4 separate regions of the Mus musculus genome follow, and all the other regions are linked to region 3. Evidence: chromatin contacts called from public Hi-C, HiChIP or PLAC-seq and promoter capture Hi-C data. All regions are on one chromosome and are shown on one strand. Each heading gives the region's core, a stretch centred on a gene start, on an enhancer-like site or on the middle of the called end of the contact. The rest is flanking DNA. Distances are from core to core; before and after follow the strand shown. Region 1 holds the start of Rgs10 (regulator of G-protein signalling 10). Region 2 overlaps Rgs10 (regulator of G-protein signalling 10). Region 3 holds the start of Inpp5f (inositol polyphosphate-5-phosphatase F). Region 4 holds the start of Mcmbp (minichromosome maintenance complex binding protein).

Region 1 (2,700 bases), core at 78-2,577, 190 kb after region 3:
TATGTATATCAGGGTGTCCTCTAACTCAAAGAATCTTCCTGCTTCTGCCTCCGGAGTGCTGGGGTTGCTGGGATTAAAGGAGAGCACCATTATGTCTGTGTCTGTGTCGGTTTAGGCTCAGCTTTTACAGAGCCTATGACCCAAGAGCTATTTCAATGGCCAGGAAGCTTGGGGGGGGGGCGGGCGGCAATAGCAGCTGGAGACATTCAGAAACCCCGGCTTGGAAGCCACACTGATGGTGCTCACCTGCAAGCCGCAGCTGAAGACCTCTGCAGCCTTCAGGGGACGGAACATCCTCTTTGGATAGCACAAATGGCCGTGTTTGGAAATGATGGAGTGGGGAAGGGTAGGCAGAGAGATGGTGAATAACCACAGAGGGCCAGGGCTGAGGTGGCGTTGGGACTGCAGGGTGGACAAAAAGGGAGGAAAATAGAGCAAAATGGGAAGCTCAGAATAGAAGATATAAAGGAAAGTGCCAACTAGTGAAAATCCTGCGAAAGAACGCGCGCGGGGGGTTGGGGGGGCGACTGGGGAATGGTTTAGAAAAATAGCAATTAGCACAGCTAAAAATAAAGACCAATTTCGAGACAAAGCCAGACCCACAAGGAGAAAAATAAAACTCGCCAGAAAGACAATTCCTTGCAAACCGAATGCTCAAGAAAATGGGGCTAACGACACCCCCCTCTTGGGCTGTTTGGTAAAAAGAAATGGGAAACTAGATGAGCGTGGAGCGCGGCGCTGAGCAGGTGACTGGCACCAGGAGGAGCGTTGAGCCCGGCGCTGGGATCTACAGGATTCCGGTAGTTGAGCGCAAAGGTTCTCCTGAGACTGCACCCAAGTGTCGTCCAAGTTAAAAAATGTGCTGGCGCGCTCAGATCCACTCTGAAACCGCAGAGGCTCCAGACAGCGTTCTCCGAGGTTTGTCCCGGGGCTTGGAAGCCCCGGCACAGGCGTGGCGTGGGCCAGAGTGGGCGCCCACTCGCGGCGGCTTGGCTCGGGACTCTGGTGACGCCTCCCGGGCATTCGCGGCGTGAGCAGGCCGCGCGCCCACGGAATCGGGTAGACCCGGGGGCGATCTGGGAGGTGACTCGGGCCTGGCAGGGACACCGAACGCTGTATGTCTCCAGGCCGCGAGGGGAGGGACCGGGATGTGCGCGGGAGCTGAGGGTCACCCGGGGCCACCGCGCCCTGCCCTGCGCGGGTAACTGAGGGCTGGACCCAGTGCCCACGGGCGCGGGTGGGCAGGGAGAGGGGAGCGCGGCGGGGAGGAGGCGGCGGGCGGAGCCTGGAGGGGCGGCGTCGCGCGGGCTCCTCCTCCTCCTTGCCCTCTTCGGGCTTAGCCGCCGCGCTGCCCGGCTGCTCCGTCCTCTGGACGCCCGCGGCGATGTTCACCCGCGCCGTGAGCCGACTGAGCAGGAAGCGGCCGCCGTCTGGTAAGCGGTTGCGGGCGCTTGGGCGCGGGAAGGACGGGGTCGCCGGGTCCCCTGGCGCGGCTCGCTGTGCCGCCCGGACAGCAGCCGCGCTCCTCCCCGCTCGCTCTGTCCCAGCCGCGGCGGGAGCGCAGAGCCGGGGAGCCGCCCGGGGAGGAAGTTGGGCTTGAAGCGGGAGTCAGAGCAGCTTTCTTTCTAGAGAAGGTCTGGGAACCACGGGAGACACATTAACAGCCCCTCACTCCGAGGCAGCGTGGGAAGCCAGGCTTCCCTCCTGCGTGCAGCCTCTTTCTCGGGCGGAATGGGAAGGATGCTCCGCCGGACCTCTGCATCCCCGGAGTGGCCGGCCCCGCGGCGCCAAAAAAAGTGGAGTCCCAAGGTGGCTGCACACCAGGGCGGGGGAGGAACTTGTGTGACACGGCGGGGGAGTCACTTTGTTTTTCCCCCTGAACCTGCCTGACCCACAGTTTGGGGCAACTTGGCAAGACAAAGAACCCACGGTGCAGAAATGGTGATTTGAATCGTGCCATCCTTTTTGTTCTTAATAACACCTAACACTCTTTGATGGCTTAGGTTGTGGCCAGGAGCTGTGTTGACACCTTGTGTGCTTTCTCTTGTCTTCACCATTAGAGCAGCCGCGTCGGAGGGGTGGGGCTCTAAAGCCAGGGTGTTGGGTAACCTGCTCTACTCTTAGCTGATGGATTTTTTTAAACGTAGGTTTATTTGCTTGACTCTGGGTTCGGGGTTCAAAGGCTTGCTTTTCTGTCGCCCAGAGATTCACTACGCTTTAGCCGGTTTCCTCTTTTCACGTAAATATCAAACGTGGTTAAGCGGCTGCAATCAGACATAGACCCAATCCCTTGGCCACCACTCGACAGCTGTGCAACTTCTTTGTGACTGGGGATGTGCAAAGGGTAGCTTTAAGTGCTTAATTGGAGACTCCCCCCCCCCCATCAGCCACATGCAAATCATTTCATTAATTATTTAAGACAACCCCACTAAAGTCAGATTCCATAGAGTTATTGTAAAGAGTTTGCACTGTTGTCTTAATATGCGTTGAAATGCTCCATTAGTGTTCCCGAGTGGTCACATTCCCTTGTGATGCTGATGGCTGACACTGAGTGGTGGTCAGATTCTAGGCACCGGAGTTAAACTCCAACCTTGACTCTGCCACTCCGCCACACTGAATAATGAATGTCCTTGGACCTTTCTGTGCCGCAGAGCTGTGCTGGTGCTGGCTCAGTGTAGCTTGCAAGAACCAATTGCTAAA
Region 2 (2,700 bases), core at 71-2,570, 230 kb after region 3:
GGCTTGGCCTCCTGTCTGTCCCTTATGTCCTTCTCCTGCCCCACTTCATACGTGGAGATCCTCACTTACTGTACCTGGAATGTGGCTGTGTCTGGAGACAGGGACTAAGAAAGGATAATTACGTTAAACAAGCTCATATGAGTGGGCCCTGATCCAAAGTGACAAGTGTTTTTTTTTTTTTTTTTCAGTAGTGTATGTGTGTTCTGTGTGTATGTGTGCATATGTGTGGGTGCATGTGTGTTGTGTACGTGTATGAAAGAGACAATATGCATGTGGTGGTCAGAGGACACCTCTGAGGAGTTGTCTCTCTCCGTCCATGTTTTATGTGAATTCTGGAAATCAAGTTCTAGTTACCGGGCTCTTACAACAACTACCCTCATCCGAACTTCACCTGCTGGGCCATCTTGCGGGCCCTTGATGTATGTTCTCGTAAGACATTCACAGGGATGACCTTGTGACACCGAGAGACACCCTGGAAGAAGTCAGTCCGCTGGTAGCTTGACCTCAGAATCTGGCCTCTGAAACTATGAGGGAAAGTTGTCTGTGGTTCTGTTTTGCCAGACAGAGCGGGGCAGCCCTTGCCATTCAGCAAGCACTAGCCACAGGACCCTGTTTTCCTCCTCAGTGAAACCACAGTCCCCAGGGCCTTGTGATAGTGTCATGGGAGAATGCTCTATCGGATGACTGGAGTGTGTGGTCACAGACCTCTCAGCGATGTTGGTCTTCGCGTGAATGTCTGCAGAACACATGGGAAACACATGCCAGGTTCCTCCGTGGCTTTTGCCCAGTGGTGGTCAGTAGCTTTGGAAGGATTCATAGTTTCTGCATGCTCTCTGACACCTTGTTGTACATCACCTACGAAGGGCTAGCTCTATGATGGACATTCCCAGGGCCGTACACTCTTACGCTCATACCTTTGCCAGCAGCGGTGAGAAGCTGCTCTCTGGATCCCATGCAGAGCCACAGGGCTGTGGACATCCAGGAAGATGAAGTCTTCCTGGGCCTGCTGCCCACAGCTGCTTCCCAGTCCCTCTGGCACCTAGAGGTGATGAGAGCCAGACATCTGGACACCACAGCCTAAGGACTTTGGGGCAGGCTGGATATTTTATACCTGTACAGCACAGGGAATGGCCCTGTGCCCTTGATAAACTGTGTGGTGGGGACAGCAAAATGACTCAGTAGGTTGCAACACAAACTTAAGTTGGATCCTTGGATCCTGTGGTGGAAGAAGCGAACTAGCTCCCCTCTGACGTAGGTACATGTGCACCCATACTCAGGTCTCCTCCACCCAAACCCACGATAATGAGACAAACACTTCATTGTGAGTTACCACGTGGGTGCTGGGAATTGAAACTGGGCCCTCTGCAAGAGCGACAAGTGCTCTTAATTGCTGAGCCGTCTCTCCAGCCCATAAATACCTTTTAAAAGAAAAGTCAACTAGTTTACATCCAAGAGCTGAGTTGGCAAGAGGCAAGAAGAGCCTCTGGATGAAGGCTCCCATCTCCCAATGAAGCAGCAGTCCAGATTCAGTCTCCCACCTCCGCATGCCCTGGGTGCCCCAATACAGCCCTTCTCTTCTCTCTGAGGTGTGAGCCTCAGCGTCACAGAAGGCAAACAGGATACTCCTCTCCCACTCACAGACACTTCAGACGAGAGGCCCTACCCCTGCTCCTGGTGCTGGTTGGGTTTGCCACGGACCTGAGGAAGTACGCAAGGGGGGGCAGGGAGGTATATAGGCTGCATAGGGACCTGGAGGAAGTGGTGGTGGTAGGGGGGGACAGGACAGGACTACTTGCCAGGAAAGGCCTTCATAGAGTTGGCTCTGCTAGTCACACCTGGAGCATTTGTTCTGGATTCTGAGCCAGGTAGGCACAGGTAAGAGCCCCTTGGGGGTCCATGCACTTGAAAGACTGAAGGATGCCTGATGGTGAAGGGCGGTGATACCTGCTTAGGACATTTGTGAGAAGCCTAGCGAGGAGAATGGTGTCTCTTATCCTTACCCTCCTCACCCTGCTGATATATATATATATATATATATATATATATATATATATATATATATATTAATTTCGGAGGTGTTATGTTTTGTTAAAAAGTGATGTGTCCAAGCCTTAGTAAGTTATGCTTACCTCTTAAAGATTACAAAATTAATACAAAATAGGTAACTTCCCCAGAGCTTGGGTGAGACAGGACTGTCTCTAGGGGCCTGGTGGGCACAGGGGAATGGCTCCGATTGAACAGTCTATGCGCAGCCCGATGCGCCAGATGTTTCCTGGGCCCTCTTGGGAGCATGGAGGCGAAGGAAAGTAGCTTCTATTCTTTCTGGAGGAACCTCCCATCTCCTGAGCAGACATCCCAAGGCCCCAGCTCATGTGTGTGTTGGGAGAAAGCATGTTTAAAAGATGTCAAGATTTTACCACCTACGTGACAACCCTGCCTGACAGTGAGTGGCATCTTGGAGTTTTTCACTCAGCAAGCCATGAGCTGTGCTGCACTGGAAGGCACCCTGGTGTGCCTTGTGGCCCTTTAATATGAAGGAAAGACAGACAGAGACAGAGATGGTGACATAGAGAGAGACTTGACTATGTCTTGAAAAGACGATTCTATACATCAGGAGGAAATGTGCCCTTCCTTCCTTCCTTCCTTCCTTCCTTCCTTCCTTCCTTCCTTCCTTCCTTCCTTCTCCATGTTGTAGGGTGA
Region 3 (2,700 bases), core at 66-2,565:
AGCAGAGTAACTTTGCAGGTCTCCGTAAGGACACAATGGACACTGATGAAAAGTGTCACCAAACCGCTCCACTTTCTGGGATCTCACACTTCTCTCCTCACCTGAGAAAGAAGATCCTGACCCTACTCTTTCAGGCTGCTGTGGGGATTGGCACTAAGACACGAAAGGACCTGTCCTCAGAAGCCATCCCATAAGAGGTAACAGGATGACCTAAAAAGCTCCCTTGAAGTTATTCTACTGGATGTACTCAAAGAACGCAGGAAAACGTCCAATGCCGTGGCTCGTTCAAGAGTTCCAGTCTCACTTTTCCTAAAGTAAAAAAGTGTTGACCAATGAAGGAAAAAAGCACTGGAGAACTAAGTAGAAGCTGCCCAAACTCCTCCGAGCGATAACTGACCGCAGCTGTCTGAGAACAGGAGCTACTATTTAAGCCAACTAACTGCAAACAAAGTTTTCTAAAGCAAACTGATGGCTGGAGACTTTGACCTCTCCTAACTGTGTGTGACAGACATCCAACACGACTTCTTCTTGAAAATGGCAATTCATACACTAGTTTTCGATCAAGTCCTGTGAGGTAACCGTCCTGAAGTCACTCTTTAATAAGTGACCGGGAACAACTCAAGGATGTCAAGAAGGAGTGTCCCGCATTAGGTTCCACTGAACTGATGGGACTGGAACCCAGAACTTCCCACGCTGGACCGTGAGAAGACGCTGCAGGTGGAGGCCTACGAGGGGTTCATAAGGGACCCTATCCCCGCACCCCAGGCCCCAGATACTGGAAGAGGTGCACTAAAGGGGGTGACCGGCCTTCCCCGCCTCCCTGAGGCAGGAGGACTCCCCGAAGCGGCGGCCGCTCCCCTCAGGACTAGCGCTGACATCCCCAAGCGTCCCGCCCAGCCTCGCGATCCCGGGGCCGGAGGGGCCGGGCCGCGCCCCCCGCGCTCCAGCTGGCCCGCGCGCCCCACCCAGCCCGCGCCGCGCGCCTCACCCGGTCGGAGCTGCAGGCCGCCGTCGCGCCGGCTGCACCACAGGGCACGCTCGCCCTGCTGCAGGATGTAGTGGTCCTTAGCCTGAAAGAGCTCCATGCCGGCCCCACGCGCTCCGGGAGGCGGCGGTCCCCCGGCCCAGGCACGGCAGCGGCCCGCCCTGGAGCGATGCTGGAGTCCTCCTCCACCGAGACCACCAGAGTCCGTGCCTCAAGGAGACTCCGAGGACCCAGCCCACGGAAGAACAGAGTGGGGAAGCACTCGGGGGCCTGACCCGCGGGCCAAGAACACGCTTGGGCGGCCGAGGCCCGGGAGGCCTTTTCCCCCTCCCCCCACAACTCCTGTACCTAGGCTCCGCCCCCTATCCTGAGACTCCACCTCCTACAGTTCATCCTGGCTCCCTCTAGACTCCGCCTCCTCCCAGGTTCCTCCCCTCAGCGTGCAACTTTCCCTCCTATAGTTCCTCCCCTCTCCCTTAGGCTCCGCCCTTGCTCAGGCTCCTCCTCCGACCTTCCGACTCCGCCTCCCTCTGTAGTTCTCCGAAAGCCCTCCTAGGCCCCGCCCTGGTCCCGCCCACGAGTTTCTGGCTCAGCCCTCTCCCAGCCTGTGTCTCAATCCTCTTTCTCCTTTCAGCTCTCGCCGCACCTCTTTCAGTTCCTCCCTCTCTGTCTATAGCCTCTACTCCTCTGCCTCTCCCACTCGCCGGCCTTACCAGCTGCGACCTCAGGCAGGCCCTGAGCCTAAGTCTGGTTATACTGGCTCGACGCCCTTTATGCAGCCATTTCTTGATCTTTCCCTGATGTGCAAGCCAGTCCTTCATTCCTTCCATTAGCTCCTAGAAAAGTCTGGTCAAGTCCCCGAATCCACCTGACATTCCTTCCTCCTCGGAGTACATTTACCCCTAGTCTGAGCAAAGACCAAACCAAGCCCAGAAGTACAGCCATGGTTGTCTCCAGGGTTCTACCCCAAGTTAGCACTCGGCTGAGCAGAGGCCGCTCTGTTTTGGCATTTCCTATTAGAACCTGGACACCAATAATCATTTAGTAAATGCACATTAGTGGAGATGTGTCTCCACAGAATACACACTTAGAGTTAGCTGGGCTAGTGAGGAGAAGGTACAGCAAAGTCTGAGAAGCCGGCCTACAGGAAGTCAGTAAAAGGGACGTCACTCAGAGATGGTAAAATGGCCAGGTGTCAATCTGAACCAGAAAGATTTAGGAGAAAAAGCTTCCAGTTCTAGACCTATCTCCCAGTCTCCAGACTTTGGGTCTGTCTTGTTCTGTGTGATCTTGGGACAATTTTAGTCTCTACTGATTGAATTCGTGACCTTTACTACACTCTTAGACTCCCAATTCTGTATGTTCCTGTCTTCCTTTAAAGCAATCTTTAAAAAAAAAAAAAAAAAAAAGAGGCCTAACCACCGGAGCTGGGTGGCTCAAGAGTACTTTGCTACTTTTGCAGAGGACCTCCGGTTCAGTTCCCAGCACCTCCAGGGCAGCTCACAACCAACTGTGATGAGACACCTCTTCTGACCTCTGTTCCTGTATGGGTGTAGTGCACAGGTTCATAAATATAAAGTAAATGGTGGTGCTGCTGCTGCTGGTGGTGGTGCTGCTGGTGGTGGTGCTGCTGTGTTGGGAGCCGCGCCCACATTCGCCGTTACAAGATGGCGCTGACAGCTGTGTTCTAAGTGGTAAACAAATAATCTGCGCAT
Region 4 (2,700 bases), core at 132-2,631, 130 kb before region 3:
CTGTCATTTCTCTACAAAGTTATTGTTCTTTGTGGGTGATCACAAACTTAATTTTTCTTTCAAGACAGGGTTTCTTGAAAACCTGTGTATCCCTGGCTGTCCTAGAACACGCTGTGTAGACCAGACTGGCATCAAACTCAGAGATCTTCCTGCTTCTGCCTCCTGAGTGATAGGATTAAAGGCATGGGCCACCACTGTGGAGCTCTTAATTTTTATCTATTTGTTTTTGAGACGGGGTCATATATAGGTAGCTCAGGCTGGCCTCAAATTCAGTGTGTAGCCAAGGCTGGCTATGAACTCCTGACCTTCCTTGACTATATCCCAAGTGCTATGATTTAAGGATACGTTCCCTCCAGGGGACCAACAAAGGCAGAAGGGCAGGTTTGGTTCCCTTTTCCTTCTGAACTACAGAGGTTTCTGGGTTTGGTCATAGCTGTCTCTGTTCATCTGTCGCCATCTCTCTCTGTTTGATCCCTTGCTAGGGCTTGCATGACAGGCAAGTGTTCTGCCACCAAGAAGTTCTTATTCTTCAGCTATATACTTTCTAGATTACATTCAGATCACCACTACCTTTTTACAGCCGAGTAGGTATAGATGATGAAATCAGGGTTTTCTGAGGTATATCCCATTTCTAGGGAAAATGTCTTCTCTATGAAAACTTGACAGTTCCTAAATTCTCTAGGCCCTTCAGGGTCTGCCCTGTAAGAGTGTTCTGATCTGTATGCTGTATAGGAATCTTGTCATAGCTCCCTAGTTGCCAGGTTGGAAGCAGAGATCATTTGGGTGTTTTGAGGTTAGAAGCTAAAGGCTGGGCTAGGAGAGAGTTCTGAGCACTTGCCAGTTCCTTGGCCATATTGAGATGCCCACAAAGGCTACACAACCTCCTTGATTAAATCGTTCAGGAAGAACTCACTGAGCTGGGGGCAAATCTTATACAGGACTTTGGGCAGGGCACCTTAGAAGAGTTCTACCACCAGAAACAAGAGGCACAAGGGGATCAGATGATCAGACACCAAATAGAATTTCAACCTTTAATTTTGCTTAGAGATGACTCTTGAAGTTGGCAGAACGTGCGTCTTTTTGGTCCAGGTGCAAGGACTCAAACTTTGAGCCAATGAAGCACCCTGATGGAGTTTGCCACCAGGCGCGCACACAGGGACCACTATACCAAGCACAGACGCGCTCCTCTGCCCATCTCCAAGATGGCGGCCCCGGGATTGCCCGACCTGTCTCCGTCTCCAAAATGGCCGTCCGCCCCGCCCACTCCCTCCCCTCCGGGAGTGCGCAGCACGCTCCCGCCGCCCCTCCTCCTCGAGCTCCACCCAGGTCGCTGGCAGCGCGGTCGGTGGCCGCGATTTCCCGCCATTGTGAGAAGTGGAGGCTAGGACGGTCTCCCCCCCACCCCTCCGGCCGCTGGCCAGCAGCTCCGAGGCGCTCGTGCCCGTCACCGCAGCCACCTCTCCTTGAGACGCGCGGAGGCCCGTGGCTCGCGACGCCCCCGCGCGTGGGAGGGCGCGGACGAGGAGCGGCCGAGCCCCCGAGAAGCCGGGCTCCGAGCGCGCTCGGCCCGCAGAGGAGCGCCCGCCGCACGGGCCGCGCTGGCCCCGGCCCTCAGCGCCATGCCCTGTGGAGAAGATTGGCTGAGCCACCCGCTCGGGATCGTGCAAGGCTTCTTCGGTGAGTGGCGCGTGGCGAGCAGGGCCGGGAGGGGAGCGGAGTTTGCGGGACCAGGCCCGCCGCGCGGCCGCACTCCGGACGACGGGCCGGGGGAATCACTGCCGAGGGCTCGCGTGGCCCCGGGCCTGGAAGCCGAGCAGAAGCAGCCGTCTCCGGCCGCCGGCGCTGGCGCCGCCGCCGCCTCCCGTCACCTGCCCGCTGCCCGGCCGCGGCTCGCTGGCGGCGGGGCCGCGGCTCCGAGCGCTAGCTGTGATTGACGGCCTGGCTCCGGGCCGGTGGCCTACGTAGCCCGGGTGCTGCAGACACGGAGAGGTCCCCTTGCCCACGGAGGGCCCTTAGAGCGGCCGCGGAGAGAAGCCACTGCCTGTGGGAGCCTGCGGGATATTTCAAAACTTCCGGGGTGTGTAAGGGAGTGCTCGAGCCTTCGCTCAGAAGTTCTCTCTGTTTCCCTTGACATCCGGGAGAATGCTTCTTCTTTTTTTTTTTTTTTTTTTTTTAAATTATTCTTCCTGCCCTGTTGACATTAGAACCCGTCTGCTCTGTTACCTGTTCCCGTACCAGGGCTAGCTAGAAATACTCAACTACTTAGATGAGTTGCCACAGAACGGGAGCCGAGAGTGCTGTAGGCAAGCTGAGTAAATTCTAGGTGTAATTGTCATCGTTGCTTTTTTTGGTTAACCAGACCTCCGATTCCCACGCGCATCCCAGATTTCGGTGCGTTTAATGACTGGCCTGTGCCACCGGTCTCCGTGGAATGTGTTTTCTGTAGTAACGCTCCCACCGGATCGGATTCATTTTACCTAGAATTCTAACTAATCAGGTAGTTTCCCAGGGTGAAACTAAAGCCGGCAGATAGAAGGGCTGGGTAGACATGACGATTATATAGCCAGTGAACACACAGTGTCTTCAACAGGGGCAGGGGTGTGCAAGCCCGCGAAAGAGTAAACCACGGGCTTGGGGTATTATAGCTCAGTAGTAGAATGTGTGCCTGGCCTGATGAATGGTCTGAGTACAGTGCAGGTG

Evidence for each region. Promoter capture Hi-C pulls out the DNA fragments that hold promoters and counts their contacts. Hi-C and Micro-C count contacts between places; a contact is called where the count stands out from the background. HiChIP or PLAC-seq counts read pairs in DNA pulled down with a chosen protein or histone mark.
Region 1: a contact with region 3 is called in a promoter capture Hi-C map of hematopoietic stem and progenitor cells, with 4 times the contacts expected there. The contact joins the promoter of Rgs10 here to the promoter of Inpp5f in region 3. A contact is called at or near these places in 17 of 39 promoter capture datasets (the 3T3-L1 cell line, the C10 cell line, the HPC-7 cell line and 13 more), 2 of 484 Hi-C or Micro-C datasets (embryonic fibroblasts and embryonic stem cells), 5 of 115 datasets of contacts at active chromatin or transcription factors (the 230-238 cell line, bone marrow-derived macrophages, embryonic limb bud and 2 more) and 2 of 9 other capture datasets (adipose tissue and liver).
Region 2: an H3K27ac HiChIP or PLAC-seq map of thymic regulatory T cells shows a contact between it and region 3, with 5 times the contacts expected there. The contact joins the enhancer-like site here to the promoter of Inpp5f in region 3. A contact is called at or near these places in 3 of 39 promoter capture datasets (fetal liver, maxillary cranial neural crest and pre-B cells), 6 of 484 Hi-C or Micro-C datasets (CD4 T cells, CD8 T cells, bone marrow-derived macrophages and 1 more), 15 of 115 datasets of contacts at active chromatin or transcription factors (the 230-238 cell line, CD8 T cells, T-cell acute lymphoblastic leukemia and 9 more) and 3 of 9 other capture datasets (adipose tissue, embryonic stem cells and liver).
Region 4: a contact with region 3 is called in a Hi-C map of rod photoreceptor, with 3 times the contacts expected there. The contact joins the promoter of Mcmbp here to the promoter of Inpp5f in region 3. A contact is called at or near these places in 4 of 484 Hi-C or Micro-C datasets (embryonic stem cells, nephron progenitors, rod photoreceptor and 1 more), 5 of 115 datasets of contacts at active chromatin or transcription factors (effector CD8 T cells, embryonic stem cells, memory CD8 T cells and 2 more) and 2 of 9 other capture datasets (adipose tissue and liver).

What each region holds. Positions count from the first base shown.
Region 1 is chr7:128,416,799-128,419,498 of GRCm38.p6, reverse strand. It overlaps Rgs10 (regulator of G-protein signalling 10), which reads left to right and starts at 1,327. Exons shown (of 5, transcript NM_026418.2): 1 at 1,327-1,433. The coding sequence starts at 1,385.
Region 2 is chr7:128,375,226-128,377,925 of GRCm38.p6, reverse strand. The region is part of intron 4 of Rgs10 (regulator of G-protein signalling 10); the gene reads left to right. Among named protein-coding and RNA genes, the nearest start is that of Gm39092, 9.6 kb to the right of the region's middle. Within about 2 kb of position 1,320, at least 26 of the 459 cell types and tissues checked have an H3K27ac peak or open chromatin away from gene starts, as enhancers often do. A contact at or near this core is called in the 230-238 cell line, CD8 T cells, regulatory T cells and 2 more, where this site is marked.
Region 3 is chr7:128,609,980-128,612,679 of GRCm38.p6, reverse strand. It overlaps Inpp5f (inositol polyphosphate-5-phosphatase F), which reads right to left and starts at 1,315. Exons shown (of 20, transcript NM_178641.5): 1 at 989-1,315. The coding sequence starts at 1,085.
Region 4 is chr7:128,739,110-128,741,809 of GRCm38.p6, reverse strand. It overlaps Mcmbp (minichromosome maintenance complex binding protein), which reads left to right and starts at 1,381. Exons shown (of 16, transcript NM_145955.3): 1 at 1,381-1,677. The coding sequence starts at 1,620.